2 separate regions of the Mus musculus genome follow, and region 1 is linked to region 2. A link is a contact called in public promoter capture Hi-C data. All regions are on one chromosome and are shown on one strand. The core of a region is the stretch at or near the end of the contact, and the rest is flanking DNA. Distances in the headings are between cores, read along the strand shown.

Region 1 (7,433 bases), core at 288-2,787, 2.9 Mb after region 2:
TGAGAAGGAACAGCTGATGGACAAGTATCTGAGCCATGTAAGCAGTTCTGTTTCCTTCCACCACAGAAGCACCCTGCCATATATATTTCCTCTGTTCTCTCTAGCTGTGTTCTTTACGTGTAGGGTTCATGAAGCCTGTTTGCATTGTAGAGGCACATCCTGGAGGAGAATCTTCGGCGCTCTGACACAGAGTTAAAGAAACTCGATGACACAATTCAGCATGTCTATGAGGTAAAAGTGAAGGAGGTAGTGGGACCTGGCTGCCGGAGGGGCTGAGGAGCATGGCTCCGGTTCTCAGCCTGACTACTTTTTTTTTTTTTTAAAGATTTATTTATTTATTATATGAAAGTACACTGTAGCTGTCCTCTGAGGGAGTCAGATCTCATTACAGATGGTTGTGAGCCACCATGTGGCTGCTGGGACTTGAACTCAGGATCTTCGGAAGAACAGGCAGTGCTCCTAACCGCTGAGCCATCTCTCCAGCCCTCAGCCTGACTTCTTACAGTGGCTTCATTTTCACTTTTCCAGCATCACAGGCCAGGAGCTTTGGCTTCAGGCTTGTGATTCAGAACTGTTTTCTGTCTCTTCCCAGACTCTGTTGTCTATCCCAGAGACTATGAAGAGTTGCAAGGAGTTACAAGGATTGCTAGAATTTCTGAGCTAAGAAACTGAAAATATTGGAATGCAGTGGTGTGCACCTGTAGTTCCAGCTGCTCCAGACGCCAAAGTTGGAGTGCTGCCAAATCCCAGGAATTTGGGAACCTAACACAGACAACACAGCAAAAACCCTGAAAAATGAATTCCACTCCACTCCAGTTTCCTTCAGGGCTCTTTATCCCAACCCTTATCCCAATAATAAGACCAATTGGCATAGAGCCGACCATGTTTTATGTTATTTAAATAAAGTGTATTTAATGTAGTCCTTCCAGTCCACTGAATCTTATTTTGGGGGTAGGAGTGGGCAGATCAGCACTTCAGCCTAGGCACCCTTCACCACTTCCTGCTGCAGCTAAAGCCAAGGCTGACTGCTTTTCTTTGCTTGATTCTCTTCTTCTACCAACAAAAAAAGGGGGTGGGGGGGAGGGCAATGGACTGCCTGTTCCCTGGACCACTGCCTGGGGGGAACAGAAAAGACTCCATTCACTTACTTTCCCCATCCCCCTTGGGGGTAGGCACTGGTAAATATGGGGCAGAGCACAGAAACTCAATTCCATTATTCCATGTCTTGAAGTGGGGCACTGTTAGGTGGGCCTCTGCCCTACCTGCTGATGTTTAGAGATCTCTCCTCTAAACCAGGCTTAATCCCCAACATTCCACATAATGCCTTACACAGCAAAGGACTGATTGTGGTAGAGACAAACACAAGTCCATCTCTTCCCTCTAGGGCCCTGTTGGCAGGGTTCCATGATGTGGGAAGGGCATCGTCTCTAACAACCTTCCGGACCCTGGCAGAGGAATCACTCCACCTCACTACTCCACCTCTGAGGGCGTGGCCTTACCCTAGACCAGTCCTGGGGAGAGGGCGGGACCAGGACGGGAGGTATCTGTCACGCCCCCAGGGAGTCACGTAGCTCTGCGGCAAGTGCTGCCACCTTATTTACTCCAGCTTGGACCGAGCTAATCAGAGGAAAAGTGAGCTGTGCTGTGGCTCCCGCGGCTGACTGGCTGAGTGACTGGCTGAGTATAGGTAAGGTCTCCAAGCGAGCCTGAGATGCTCGCGTCCGGTTTGTCTTCCCATGCTGTCCTTGCCCTCTCCCTGGGACCCAAGTTCCTCTGCTTTCTGTGGTTTTGAAACCCCATGCATGGCTCAGGAAAACCGTGCTTCTCTTCTTCCTTCTAGTTCTCCTTTCCAGTTCCAAGTCATATGCCTCCAGGACTTTTTCATTGGGGTCAGTGCATTCCACCCAGGACATTTTAATCTCAGTCCATTTCTGGTTCTTCTAGGCTTGTCCTCTACTCTAGGGTATAGGCCCAGGAAGAGCATCAGGACCGGTTAGCTTGTATCACCATTACCCGTCTCACCTCTTCCAGGTCTCCTTCCTGCTTTTCCTGCATCTCTCCCTCTTTCCCATAATCCACTCACTCAGCCTTAATTCCTCGCCTCTGGGGTCTCTACTAGGAGGCTGAGTTGTGGGGAGCCAAGCCTCCCTATTTCCTGTGCCTCTTGCATATGAGGGAATGCCGGGTACTAGGGATGATCTGGTGATGTCTCTTTCCTGTCCTCTCATGTATGCTGATATTGCCTCTCTCCTACCATACTTGCAGCCCTGGGAGTCAATCTCCACCATAGGTAGGGGAGTAGGCAGTAGCAAAGGCAGTCAGGTTTTCAGTACCTGTACCACTGCTACTCCCTGCCCCCTGCCTTCCACTAGACTTGGGGAAGGATGCTGTAGGTTAAACGTCTCATTCACAAACCTTTGAGAAAAGTGATCCCCCCCCCCCCCCGCCTTAGGGACCCTTTTGAAGAAAAGAAAGGGGAAGCAGGAAAGCAAAAATCAGAAACAACAGGTTTTCTGTTTACCTCAGGAAGGGGCCAGATTCAGTGAAAGAAGAGCTGGCATTCTCAACCTGGCAGCAGTTTCCAGGAAGACCTGTGGCTTCAGGGCTGTCGCCTCCCATCCCCCACGCTGCATCTCTTCTGGAGCTGGGAAGGGTGCCCACCAGGAACAAAAGGAGATGTGGGAACTGGGGCCCTAACTCTGTTAGCTGTCAAAGAGATTGATACCACTTTGATGCCCAGGCTCCAGGCCAAAGGCTGCTCTCCTGCTCCCAGCCCCGTGCTGGGAAGCCTGTTTGGTTAGGAGAGGAAGTAGAAGGTCCTCGGAGTCTAGAGCTTATGTCTTCTCCATTCTAGACAACTGTCATCATGCCCCACTCATACCCAGCTCTTTCTGCTGAGCAGAAGAAGGAGTTGTCGGATATTGCTCTACGGATCGTGACCCCCGGCAAGGGCATTCTGGCTGCAGATGAGTCCGTAGGTAAGTGGGAGCCTGTGGTCAGGGTTGAGGAGAGGTTGCCAAGGAATTCTAGCCAAAGAACCAGCCTGTCTCCCCTTTGCTTGCTTCTAGGCAGCATGGCCAAAAGGCTGAGCCAAATTGGGGTGGAGAACACTGAGGAGAATCGCCGGCTGTACCGCCAGGTCCTATTCAGTGCTGATGACCGTGTGAAAAAGTGCATTGGGGGGGTCATCTTCTTCCATGAGACACTCTACCAGAAAGATGACAATGGTGTCCCCTTCGTCCGCACCATCCAGGATAAGGGCATTCTCGTAGGCATCAAGGTACACAGTCCCTGGTGGTGCCTGGGGGCTAGGTGTGGAAACCAGTGTATATAAGAGGGTGACAAGCCAGACCTCTATCTGTTTCCCTTGCAGGTTGACAAGGGTGTAGTGCCTCTAGCTGGGACCGACGGGGAAACCACCACTCAAGGTACCTGTTGGGTGGGTACAGGGGTGGGACATGTTGATGCTGGCAAGATGGAGGCAGGGTGGTAAGGCTGGCACTGTGTTTTCAGGGCTGGATGGGCTCTTGGAACGCTGTGCTCAGTATAAGAAGGACGGTGCTGATTTTGCCAAATGGCGCTGTGTACTAAAAATCAGTGATCGCACGCCGTCGGCACTGGCCATATTGGAGAATGCCAACGTGCTGGCCCGCTATGCCAGCATCTGCCAGCAGGTGTGTGCTGGGGGGTTGGGTGGTTGGATGAGGGCCCCGGGGCCGGTGGAGATGTGCTTTCATGGCTTTCTCCCATCCTATCTTCTACTTCTTCCAGTTAACCCTGCTCTTGCTTTCAGAATGGGATCGTGCCTATTGTGGAGCCTGAGATTCTGCCTGACGGAGACCATGACCTCAAACGTTGCCAGTATGTTACAGAGAAGGTAAGACCAAACATAGCCGGGAGGGACAGCCTAGCAGGGGTGCCTGTACCCCATCCCTGCTAAGATCCAGGCACACTTTCCCTTAAGGATCTTTACTGATACCCAAACGGGCTTCATAGACTAAGTCTATGCTGAGCCCTTGGTTTCCTGTACCCACCTACCCCTGGGTGAGGAGCACAGTGCGCTAGGCAGTGGTCCCAGCCCTGTACAAACCTCCTCTGCTCCCCAGGTCCTGGCTGCTGTATACAAGGCCCTGAGTGACCATCATGTATACCTCGAAGGGACTCTGCTCAAGCCCAATATGGTGACCCCTGGCCATGCCTGTCCCATCAAGTATAGCCCAGAAGAGATCGCCATGGCAACTGTCACTGCCCTGCGTCGTACTGTGCCCCCAGCTGTCCCAGGTACTAAACTGCTCCTATCCCTTCAGGTCTGACTTGAGGGTTTTCCATGACACCGGGGTCCTTTACCCTGGGCAAGACAGAGAATGATCAGTCAGTCTGTCTTCTCCTTCTACTCCAGGGGTGACTTTCCTGTCTGGGGGTCAGAGTGAAGAGGAGGCTTCTCTCAACCTCAATGCCATCAACCGCTGCCCACTTCCCCGGCCCTGGGCCCTCACCTTCTCCTATGGGCGTGCCCTGCAGGCATCTGCACTCAATGCCTGGAGAGGACAAAGGGATAATGCTGGGGCTGCTACTGAGGAGTTTATCAAGCGGGCAGAGGTAGGGAGCTAGAGGTGATGACTTGGGGAGGGATTCTGTGGACCACAGAGGTCCCAAACCGGGCAGCGTGCATTCCACATCCGTGGTCTGGCTCAGTCTGCTCATTGAATCCCATTCCGTTTTGCAGATGAACGGGCTTGCAGCCCAGGGCAGATATGAAGGCAGTGGAGATGGCGGAGCGGCAGCACAGTCCCTCTACATCGCCAACCATGCCTACTGAGGCACGCTGACTCTACCCACAGCCCTTGGCCTAGCAATGCACATCCCATTTTGCCTATAGTCACAGCCAGGGCCAAATAGCTATGCAGAACAGAGATATCTTTATCCAGCGCCAAGTCATCTCACATCTCACATGCCTTACATTGCTGTACCCGAGACCACAGGATGGGAGGGTAGAGATGCCCTCCCATGTTTGAAGATGGGGGGACTTTCTAGAAGTCAGAACAGAACATGTGGACCTTTTTCCTGTCTCCACCAGCCCTTACAGTTACCCTTGATGGTATAGTTTGTCCTTGGGCTCTGCTTGCTAATTTTCTCTCTTGGGATCAGGGGGACGTGAACTCCAGCCCTGACTCGTGCTCCTTATGCTCTGAGTACATAGCAAATAAATGAGAGCAAAACACAGCACACCGCTCTGTCTGTCTGTCTGTTGCACATACCAAAGTCTACCTCCATGTGTGCGACCTCTTGCTGATCCTATCTCAGAGCCCCTCTGATTGTGGTGGTGGTGGTGAGGTGAGATCTGAGTTTTCCTGAGCTTCAAGTTTTGTGGAGGAAGGGTTCACCTGGCTCACCATCCCTAGCTCAGGCTCCTACCTGCTGATTTCCAAAGCTGGAGTTGTTGTTAGAGGGCCTGGGGGTGGAGAGGAGGGTACAGGTCTTCCAGGGACTGACACATTAAAGGATCCAGCAGGATGAGAAACTCCATTTTGTGCAAGGCTCAAAGGGGACAAGCAGGGATCAGAGTGGGCCAGTTCTCCTCCATCTCTGAAGAATGTGCACTTAGGTCTTTTCCAATAAGGAAACCTTCCAAGCCTCGGGGCTACAGAGCTGAGTGTCTAGAAGCTTGCCAAGGGCTATGACCCACTTCCATGTAGAGAAGGGATTCATCGGAGGGTTCTGGACTTGTTAGAACTGATAGGGCTTTGTGGTGAATGATTACCCCTGGGCTAGAGTGTGAGGTAGGGTGACACTAGACAGATGTGCACTGGAAAAGTCATTGATGTTCTGCTCTGTGTGGCCTGACCTTATAATCAAAGCAGCTAACTCAGCAATTTCCATATGCTTCTGCCAGGCACTGTTCTTCTAACCATTATTATATGCATTAACACAGCTCTGTAAAGTAGGTACCATTGTACTTTTCATAGGAGGAAACAGGCTTCAAAGAGAGGCTGAGAGGCTATTTAGGATTCGAACAGCAGGCATTACTATATAGAGGCTGTGCTCAGGAATTTTTCAATGAAGCATCCTCAATCGCTCGAATTGGAATCGATTTTTAAATCCTAGTCTATAGTCTCGGCTAGTTGGGAGGCTGAGGTATCAGACATTAGGGACAGGATCACTTTAACCCTCTGGATCGTATAGGGAGATCTGTCTCAACATTAACTAAAATAAAATTAATCACATAGTAGCCAACCATGCTAAAAAGTTACCGTTTTGTCAGTTTTATCTTTAAGCTTTGAAGAGCTGGTGCTCTGAAGAAAAGACCTATGTTAGAAATGACATTAGGGGCTGGTGAGATGGCGCAGGGGGTAAGAGCACCCGACTGCTCTTCCAAAGGTCCGAAGTTCAAATCCCAGCAACCACATGGTGGCTCACAACCACCTGTAACAGAGATCTGATGCCCTCTTCTGGTACGTCTGAAGACAGCTACAGTGTACTCACATATAATAAATAAATAAATCTTTAAAAGAAGAAAAAAAAAAAAAAGAAATGACATTAGAAAACTTTTCGGGAGTCAGGTTCTTGATAAGCTCGACTTCATTTAAGTAAATATTCCCCTTCCGCTGAACGTGGTGGTGCATGTAATCCCCTGCATTGGAGAGGGCCCAGAGTCCGAGGCCAGCCTGGGCTACATGGAGATTATCGCCTTCTCTAAACTGGCGTTGTAGAGCTAAACAGTACCAGGTGCACTCAATGAAAAGCCAGGGTCAGATTGAAAGTGTAGCCGAGCGCGTACCCTCTCACGGGCTCCGCCTGCGCACTGGCGTGCGTCAGCAGTGTTGCTCGTGATTGGCAGCGGTCGCGCACCGTGGTCCCGCCCCCTCATTCTGGAGTTTCCGATTGGAGAAAGCTCATGAGGCCCCGCCCCATCGGCGACCTGGGCAGCCGGAAGGGACCATGGCGGCCGCAGGAGCTGCGGCCACGGACCTAGGTGCGGTGGATTTCAGGTGGAGGGCGCAGTGGGGAGGTCTCGCGGGCAGAATGTGTGGGTGGGGCGCGAGAAGCCTGACAGCTCCCTCCAGCCTGGGGTTGGGGGTCCGCCACGCGGGAGCGGCTTGCTCGGGGTTCCCGGCCGCCCGCACTCCTCCACGATCCCGGTGTGGCGGGCATCGCACCCTAGTTCCCGCGTCTTAGTCGGCCCTCTGTGCCCTCAGAGGTGGTCCGGGGCAAGCGTTCCGCGCTTTTCTTCGCCGCGGTGGCCATCCTTCTGGGACTGCCGCTCTGGTGGAAGACGACGGAGACTTACCGGGCCCCATTGCCTTACTCAGACATCAGTGGGCTGAATGCTCTGCTGGTGAGACTGGGTGGGGAGAACCGGGGCTGGGGGACCGGGGGGCAGCCCAGCTGTAAGGTGCAGACATTGCTAAAGACCCCGATGCCCCTCATCCCTC
Region 2 (7,020 bases), core at 2,378-4,877:
AAGGCGTGTGCCACCACCGCCCGGCTGTATTTACATTTCTTTATTTATTTTTAGTCTGGCCCAGATTTTGGGTTTAGGGGTACTTACCCTTACACCTGTGGATTTTTCCACCTGTATAATGGGGAATCCCATAGATAAGTAGGCAGGAGGGCATTAAAAGTCCACCAGTGGTGACTCAGAGCCTGGGCTCTTCTCTTCTCGTGGATGGAAACGAAACAGCTCTTCACATGAACTGTTGTCCTTCCCCCACCCCCTGACTACTCACCCAGCTCAGGGGGATTAGGATGGAAGGAAAGGCTATGGTTAAGTCCCAGGCAAGCTCGTGGGAGGCTAGTCCTCTACTGGCTTCTCACCATGCATGGGTGGTCCAAGGCTTTCCCTCCACCTAAAGCAAAACTGTAGCTCTTGGTTGGGTTCTAGCAACCACTGCCATTTATTTTCTGCCTTTGCTTTCCAGGATAGTGAGACTCTGCTCAATACTGTGCAGGCAAGAAATTGTCAGGGGAGATGGGTTGTATGATATGAGTCCCTTCTGCTGCCTCTAGCTCCTGATTCATTCTCACGTATGGGCTTGGTCTCTGATTGTGGTTCACCTTTGGCCCAGTCTTCCTAACAGAAGATGGGTTCAGGGGGTACAGGAGGCTGTTTGTTGTATTTGACAGGAGGAGGAGTTCTAGCCTGTTCCCCATTTGTGAGAAACTGAAAGTCATAGGGGAGACTAGATCATCTAATCCAGCCCCACTGCAGTCTAAGCTGAGGGATAGGATGTGTAAGGGACTGTAGCAGACGGGCTGGGGAGGCTGAGTCGGCTCACACATTGCGACAAAGATTGCCCTTCCCTCGACCTCGCTTGCTTTCTTTCCTCCTCCCTTCCCTGGCCACAGTGTGTCCCTCCAGCACTGGGTACATGGCTCTGCTGTCCTCATCCAACATGGAGCCTCAGAGGTGAGAAAGGGCAGCCTGGAAGCAACAGAGGCAGGCACAAGACAGTGGAGGACCTGGCCTGGAACCACAAGGGCCTATCCGGACATTGGTCAGAGAGGCACGTAGAAGCCTGGAGAACACCAGGAAAGAGAGCAGCCAGCCAGCCTCAGTGAAAGACACGTGCTTCCAGCCATCTCCTCTCAGGACCTGCCTTCCTGGGAGATGAAGGGCCTCCAGGAAGTATGGTCCCATCTCTACCCTGCAGTTTCTATAAACAGCCTCAAGGAGCATGAGCCACCTCTGAAAGGAAATACACAGCAAATTCAAAAAGAGATTCAAATGTGTAACACTGTGGGAAAACATATCTATGACTGGGGTTGTAGCTCAGTTGGTAGGTTTGCTTAACATGCACCAAGCCCTGGTTCTGTCTTCTGCATTGCATAAAACTGAACAGGTTGGCCCAGGTCTGCAATCCCGGCACTCTGGAGGTGGTGGCAAAGGAGCCTACATTCAAGGTAATCCTCTGCTATACAATGAGTTCTGAGCCAGCCTGGGCTATATGAGACTGTCTCAAAAAATAAAACAAAATAAAATAAAGCATTGGTTAGTAATTCAAAGAAAGCAGATGTGGCTGAAACCGTTTTCCCTGATCATAATACAACAAGCAAATGAAAGCCAGAAGAAGGCTCCTGTGCCTTGTGTGTGGCAGTACCAACCATTGTGAGAGATGCCTTTGGACCTGGTAGTTTGCTGTCTTAGAAATGTATCCTAAAATAAGGATTTGGTTATAAAATGTTCATCTCAGGGTTGTAATAGAGAAAAATGGAACGCAGCTGTTTGTTTGGAAGTCCATTCCTTTTCTGCTGTCATGAAAATGTATAGCTAGGGCTTGCCTAAGTAAATTATATTCATCTGATGGTGGTGTTCTGTGCAGCCATCCAAAGTCTTACAGAAGAAAAATTGAGTGGAAATATAAATATTGAATACTAAAAAGATTATAAAAGTATGAGTTTGTGACTGTTTTTAAAATATGAACACATACTTGTAATATATTTTTTTAAAAACCATCCAATTGAGTGGAAATATAAATACTGAATACTAAAAAGATTATGAAAAGTATGAGTTTGTGACTGTTTTTAAAATATGAATGCATACTTGTAATATATTTTTTAAAAAAACACTGAAAGTGGATTCAAAATGTTAAGAATGGTTGTTTTTGTATGGTGGGATAGTACAATTGTGAATTTTCCCCTTGTTTTTTCTGTCTTTCTAATTTTTAAATATTGTGCATTGCTTTCATATGTTAAATAAAATACAAAAGACAAATAAATGTTTTAAAATTTTTACTCTTTTATGAGTGTTTTGCCTGTGAGTGGCAGGAATCCAACATTGTCTTCTGAAAGCAGCTAGCGCTAACTTCTGAGCCGTCTCTTCACTCCCTCTGTAATTTTTAAAAAATATATTTGTATGTTATATTATGTGTCTTTGTGCACCAGAGTGTGGGTGCACATTCTGCAGAGGCCAGAAGAGGGCATCAGATTCCCTGGAGCTGCACGCTGTTTGGATCTTCTGATGTGGATGCTCAGAATCGCACTCAGGTCCTCTAGAAGAGCAGCAAATGCTCCTAGCCACTAAAGCCATCTCTCCCTCTAGTCCTCATTGTCATGTTTAGATTTTGGAGAATTTGCTTGTAGGAGGATGGGCTACACCAAGTGCCAGGTGAAAGAAAATGTTTGCTTGGGATACCTATTGCTTCTTGAGTGTGTGTGTGCATGCTTGTGTGTGTGTGTGTATGTGTGTGTGTACACTGGAGCTAGGAATCATATCCAGGGGCCTTTTCAAGCTCCACCACACTAAAGTCAATTCTATGAACTTCATTAATTGTCTGAATCCACCTACTCTCTACACACAGGAAGCATTCCTCTGACTTTCTGACTGTCAGCCAGCTAAGGAGGTGTGGCTTAGAATAAGAAAGAAGGGAAATGCTCAAAACCTGTCACTCTTTGGGGGATTTGTGGTTGGAAAGGATATTCCTCTTAAGGCCAAAGGGGTCTAGAATCTGAAGAGTCTTATTTTTAGCTTGTTTGTTTTTCTTACTTGAGACCTGGGGAGGGGAGGTGTATGTGTCTTCCATTTGCTTCTTCTACCTAATAAAGTTTCTTGGTGATGTTTGGGGGGGGGGGAGGGGGTAGGACTCAAGAAGGGATTCTCCCATAAGCTGTTCCGTTTGGGTAGTACTATGTAAGGAAGTTACAGGTGGGCAGAGCTCGGCTCTGCCTGACTGGCGTGCTCTGAGGTAAAGGTGAGATGGTGCAAGATTTGGGCCCTCAGGAGTTGGCTCTGTTGGCCCTGTACCTTCTGGTCTGTGGGTAAGGATGACCAGTAGGTGAGAGATGAGGGAACCAGAACAGAAGGTGAAAGTTAGTGGGGCGGAGCCCCAGACTAGTCAGGTGGGGGTAAACTAGATGACTTTCTGGAACCCCAAGGGGCTCGGAGACTAGTGGTGTTGGAGAAGACCTCTAATGTGTTGTAAGGCCTCTGAACTCAGTAGCCGAACTTGATGCCAGAAAGCCCCAAACTGCTAAACCCAAGCAGGAGCGGGACGCCATCCGTTCCATGGCTTCACCCGAGGTGGCCCCATGGCTGCGCCAATCAATGAGCAGCCGAGAGATAGGGGCGTGGACAAGCCAGGAAAAGTTACAGCACGCTGGAAAGATAATACAGGCCAGGAAGCCCCAGGCACAGCAGGGTGGAAAAGCTAGATCCCGATTCTGCCGGAGGGGGGCCCCTTCGAGGTCCCGGGCACCGGGTGCCAGGATCAGAGAAACTGACTGAAACCTAGCTGACCTGCCCAGACCATGGCATCCTGGGGACTCCTTGTGGCTGGCGCTTCCTTCACGGCGTTTCGGGGACTGCACTGGGGGCTGCAGCTGCTGCCCACCCCGAAATCTGTTCGGGACCGCTGGATGTGGCGGAACATTTTCGTTTCGCTGATACACAGCCTACTCTCTGGAGTAGGGGCGCTGGTCGGGTGCGGAACTTGGGGACTGACAAAGCACTGAGGGGCGGGGGTGGAAAAGAGGGCCTGGAAGACTGAAGTTGGAACCTTTTGGAATGGAACTGGTTTGGGTTGTGGATGGGTGGGAGTACCCAGTGGGAGAATGGATCTAGGTCTGGGAGAAATTGACCTTAGCTCTTTGTCTTCTCCAGGCTGTGGCAGTTTCCTCAAATGGTCACCGACCCAATTAATGATCACCCACCGTGGGCACGGGTCCTAGTAGCAGTGTCAGTGGGTGAGTGTACAGAAAAGGCTGAATCGGGAAAGGCCTTGTTGGACCGGGAATTCTAGGTTCCTCCCCCATCTTTGGAATGGAGCAGATGTTGCTGGAGGTTTGCTGTGAGGAATTAAGGACCTGAGAAAAGTGGGACTTGAGATATCTAGGCTGTGCATCAGCTCTGAGCGAGGAGCCTCATAGTCTTCTCCGGTGCCTTCAGGTTATTTCGCTGCAGATGGAGTTGATATGCTGTGGAACCAGACATTGGCCCAGGCCTGGGACCTTCTCTGTCACCATTTGGCGGTAAGACTCTGAAGGGAGAGGCCAGGTAGTAAGGGAGCATGTCCAACTCAAGGGCCCAACCTCTCTCTTCAGTGTTCTGTCCTCTGACTTTTCCACAAAGCCCCCTGAAAACCTATCCTCTCAGACTTGGATTGAGTTGGAGGGAGGTTTTGACTGCTAGCCACTCCTGGGCACTGCCCAAGGAGTTTGGTTCTCCCCACAAACCTCCAGCTGATCATAAAAAAAAAAAAAAAAAAGCCAGGAATGAAAGCTAGGGTATGCTATGCAAATAGTGTGGCTTGGGGTAAGAGAACCTCTGGTCCAGGGCTGCTCATGCCCCCTAGATAAGGGTCAGCAGAAAGGTCAGGATTGGAGGCAGTCCTAAAAAATGCTTGGGTAATATAAAGTGAATAAATAAAAAATAAATAAATACTAATTTTTAAAAAGCTGATACCTGGAAGGATGAGGCAGAGAGTAGAAAAAACATGCGTGGGTGTCCCTAGGATAAGGAGCTGGGACTTGTTGGGCACAGGTCATGCAAAGCCTGAACCTTGAACCTTGCCTGCAGGTAGTGAGCTGCCTCAGCACCGCTGTTGTGTCTGGCCACTATGTGGGCTTCTCTATGGTATCCCTGCTTCTGGAGCTGAACTCCATCTGTTTGCATCTACGGAAGCTACTGCTGCTCTCCCATAAGGCCCCATCCTTGGCCTTCAGAGTAAGCAGTTGGGCCAGCCTGGCCACCCTGGTCCTCTTCCGCCTTCTGCCTCTGGGATGGATGAGTCTGTGGTTGTCCCGGCAGCACTACCAGCTGTCTCTTGCTCTGGTTCTGCTTTGTGTGGCTGGGCTGGTCACCGTGGGCAGCATAAGCATCTCCACAGGGATCCGAATTCTGACCAAGGATATCTTGCAGTCTCAGCCCTACCCGTTTATCCTCATGCACAAGGAAACCAAGACACGTGAGCCTGTTGCCAGGAACACTTCCACTCTCAGTCTGAAAGGTGTGGAAGTTTTCTCTTCTGTCAGCCCCCAGGGAGGTGGGGCTGGGAAGAGGAGATGGTAGCCCACTGCATAGTCTACTATGTAGCAAGGACTAGACTGTATCATCAGAGAGAGAGAGAGAGAGAGAGAGAGAGAGAGAGAGAGAGAGAGAGAGAGAACATTGTATGAGATCTCCATTACAGTCAGGAAATCAGGAGATCTAAATAACTTTAAAAGTCCCACAGTCTTTACATATTCTTAAAATTTCAATCTCTTTAAAATATCCATCTCTTTTAAAATTCAAAGTCTTTTTACAATTAAAAGTCTCAACTGTGGGCTCCACTAAAACAGTTTCTTCCTTCAAGAGGGAAAATATCAGGGCACAGTCACAATCAAAAGCAAAAGTCAATCTCCAACCGTCCAATGTCTGGGATACAACTCACGATCTTCTGGGCTCCTCCAAGGGCTTGGGTCACTTCTCCAGCCAGGCCCTTTGTAGCACACGCGTCATCCTCTAGGCTCCAGATACCTGTACTCCACTGCTGCTGCTGCTCTTGGTGGTCATCTCATGGTACTGGCATCTCCAAAACGCTGCATGACCCCTTCAGTCCTGGGCCTTCAAGAGAGAAGACTAGAGCCTGGCAAAGTGGCACATGCTGATAATGCTAGCACTTGGGAATGACAAGCAGAAGGATCAGAAGTTCAAGGCCAGCCTGGGCTACAAGAGACTCTGTTTCAACAAACAAACAAACAAACAAACCAAAGAAGAGAAAGAAAAAACTGGACATGACAGCCGGAACATTATCTGACATTCATAAGGTCCTGAGTTCAATGCCAAGTTGGCAGTGCCTAGTTTGATAAGGGTCTAGCCACTCTGGTAATACCATGGCTGACTGAACACCTTACCCAGCAACTTGCTGATAGACTCTGCCTTCCAGCAAAAGGGAGGAGCTTCGCTGAGGAGAGAACATTGAACCCTATTGTATATGAATAAATTGCTGTGCAAATGATTTCATCAGTCTCTTGTGAATGTGATTGCTTTGAGTCATTTTTCTTGGCTCCAGTGTTATCCTGGTCTGCAGTGTGGTGTGGAGTTGTGGAAGCTTTGAGTTGGGAGGGTTTCCTGTTAAGGTTTCTCTGGCTCTTTTCTTTCCTCCCGGTTTTTGTTTTGTTTGCCTGGTGGGGTTCTCTGGTGTGTGTGTGTGTGTGTGTGTGTGTGTGTGTGTGTGTGTGTGTTAGAAGTTGGCGGGGGGTGGAGGGGGCTGGAGAGATGGCTCAGCGGTTAAGAGCGCCAACTGCTCTTCCAAAGGTCCTGAGTTCAAATCCCAACAACCACATGGTGGCTCACAACCATCCGTAACAAAAAAATCTGATGCCCTCTTCTGGAGTGTCTGAAAACAGCTACAGTGTGCTTACATATAATAAATAAATAAATATTAAAAAAAAAAGAAGTTGGCATGGATGATGTAGTGAAGACTGGCATTAGATATCTCTGGATCCCCCTGCCTCTACCTCTTAGACACTGTGAGTATGGAAGTGTACCACCGCACCAGGCCAGGCT

Evidence for each region. Promoter capture Hi-C pulls out the DNA fragments that hold promoters and counts their contacts.
Region 1: a promoter capture Hi-C map of embryonic stem cells shows a contact between it and region 2, with 7 times the contacts expected there. The contact joins the promoter of Aldoc here to the promoter of Tlcd2 in region 2. A contact is called at or near these places in 2 of 39 promoter capture datasets (embryonic stem cells and frontonasal cranial neural crest).

The regions. Positions count from the first base shown.
Region 1 is chr11:78,321,536-78,328,968 of GRCm38.p6, forward strand. Aldoc (aldolase C, fructose-bisphosphate) reads left to right here and starts at 1,538. Exons shown (of 9, transcript NM_001303423.1): 1 at 1,538-1,687; 2 at 2,855-2,978; 3 at 3,069-3,280; 4 at 3,374-3,428; 5 at 3,514-3,674; 6 at 3,794-3,877; 7 at 4,107-4,281; 8 at 4,400-4,599; 9 at 4,727-6,246. The coding sequence starts at 2,867. The coding sequence ends at 4,819. It overlaps Spag5 (sperm associated antigen 5), which reads left to right. Exons shown (of 24, transcript NM_017407.3): 22 at 1-37; 23 at 151-231; 24 at 593-922. The coding sequence ends at 664. Pigs (phosphatidylinositol glycan anchor biosynthesis, class S) reads left to right here and starts at 6,887. Exons shown (of 12, transcript NM_201406.1): 1 at 6,887-6,973; 2 at 7,197-7,336. The coding sequence starts at 6,940.
Region 2 is chr11:75,464,423-75,471,442 of GRCm38.p6, forward strand. It overlaps Tlcd2 (TLC domain containing 2), which reads left to right and starts at 3,628. Exons shown (of 5, transcript NM_027249.3): 1 at 3,628-3,955; 2 at 4,135-4,217; 3 at 4,420-4,502; 4 at 5,050-5,479; 5 at 5,978-6,477. The coding sequence starts at 3,783. The coding sequence ends at 6,141. Mir22hg (Mir22 host gene (non-protein coding)) reads left to right here. Exons shown (of 3, transcript NR_030711.1): 3 at 885-2,268.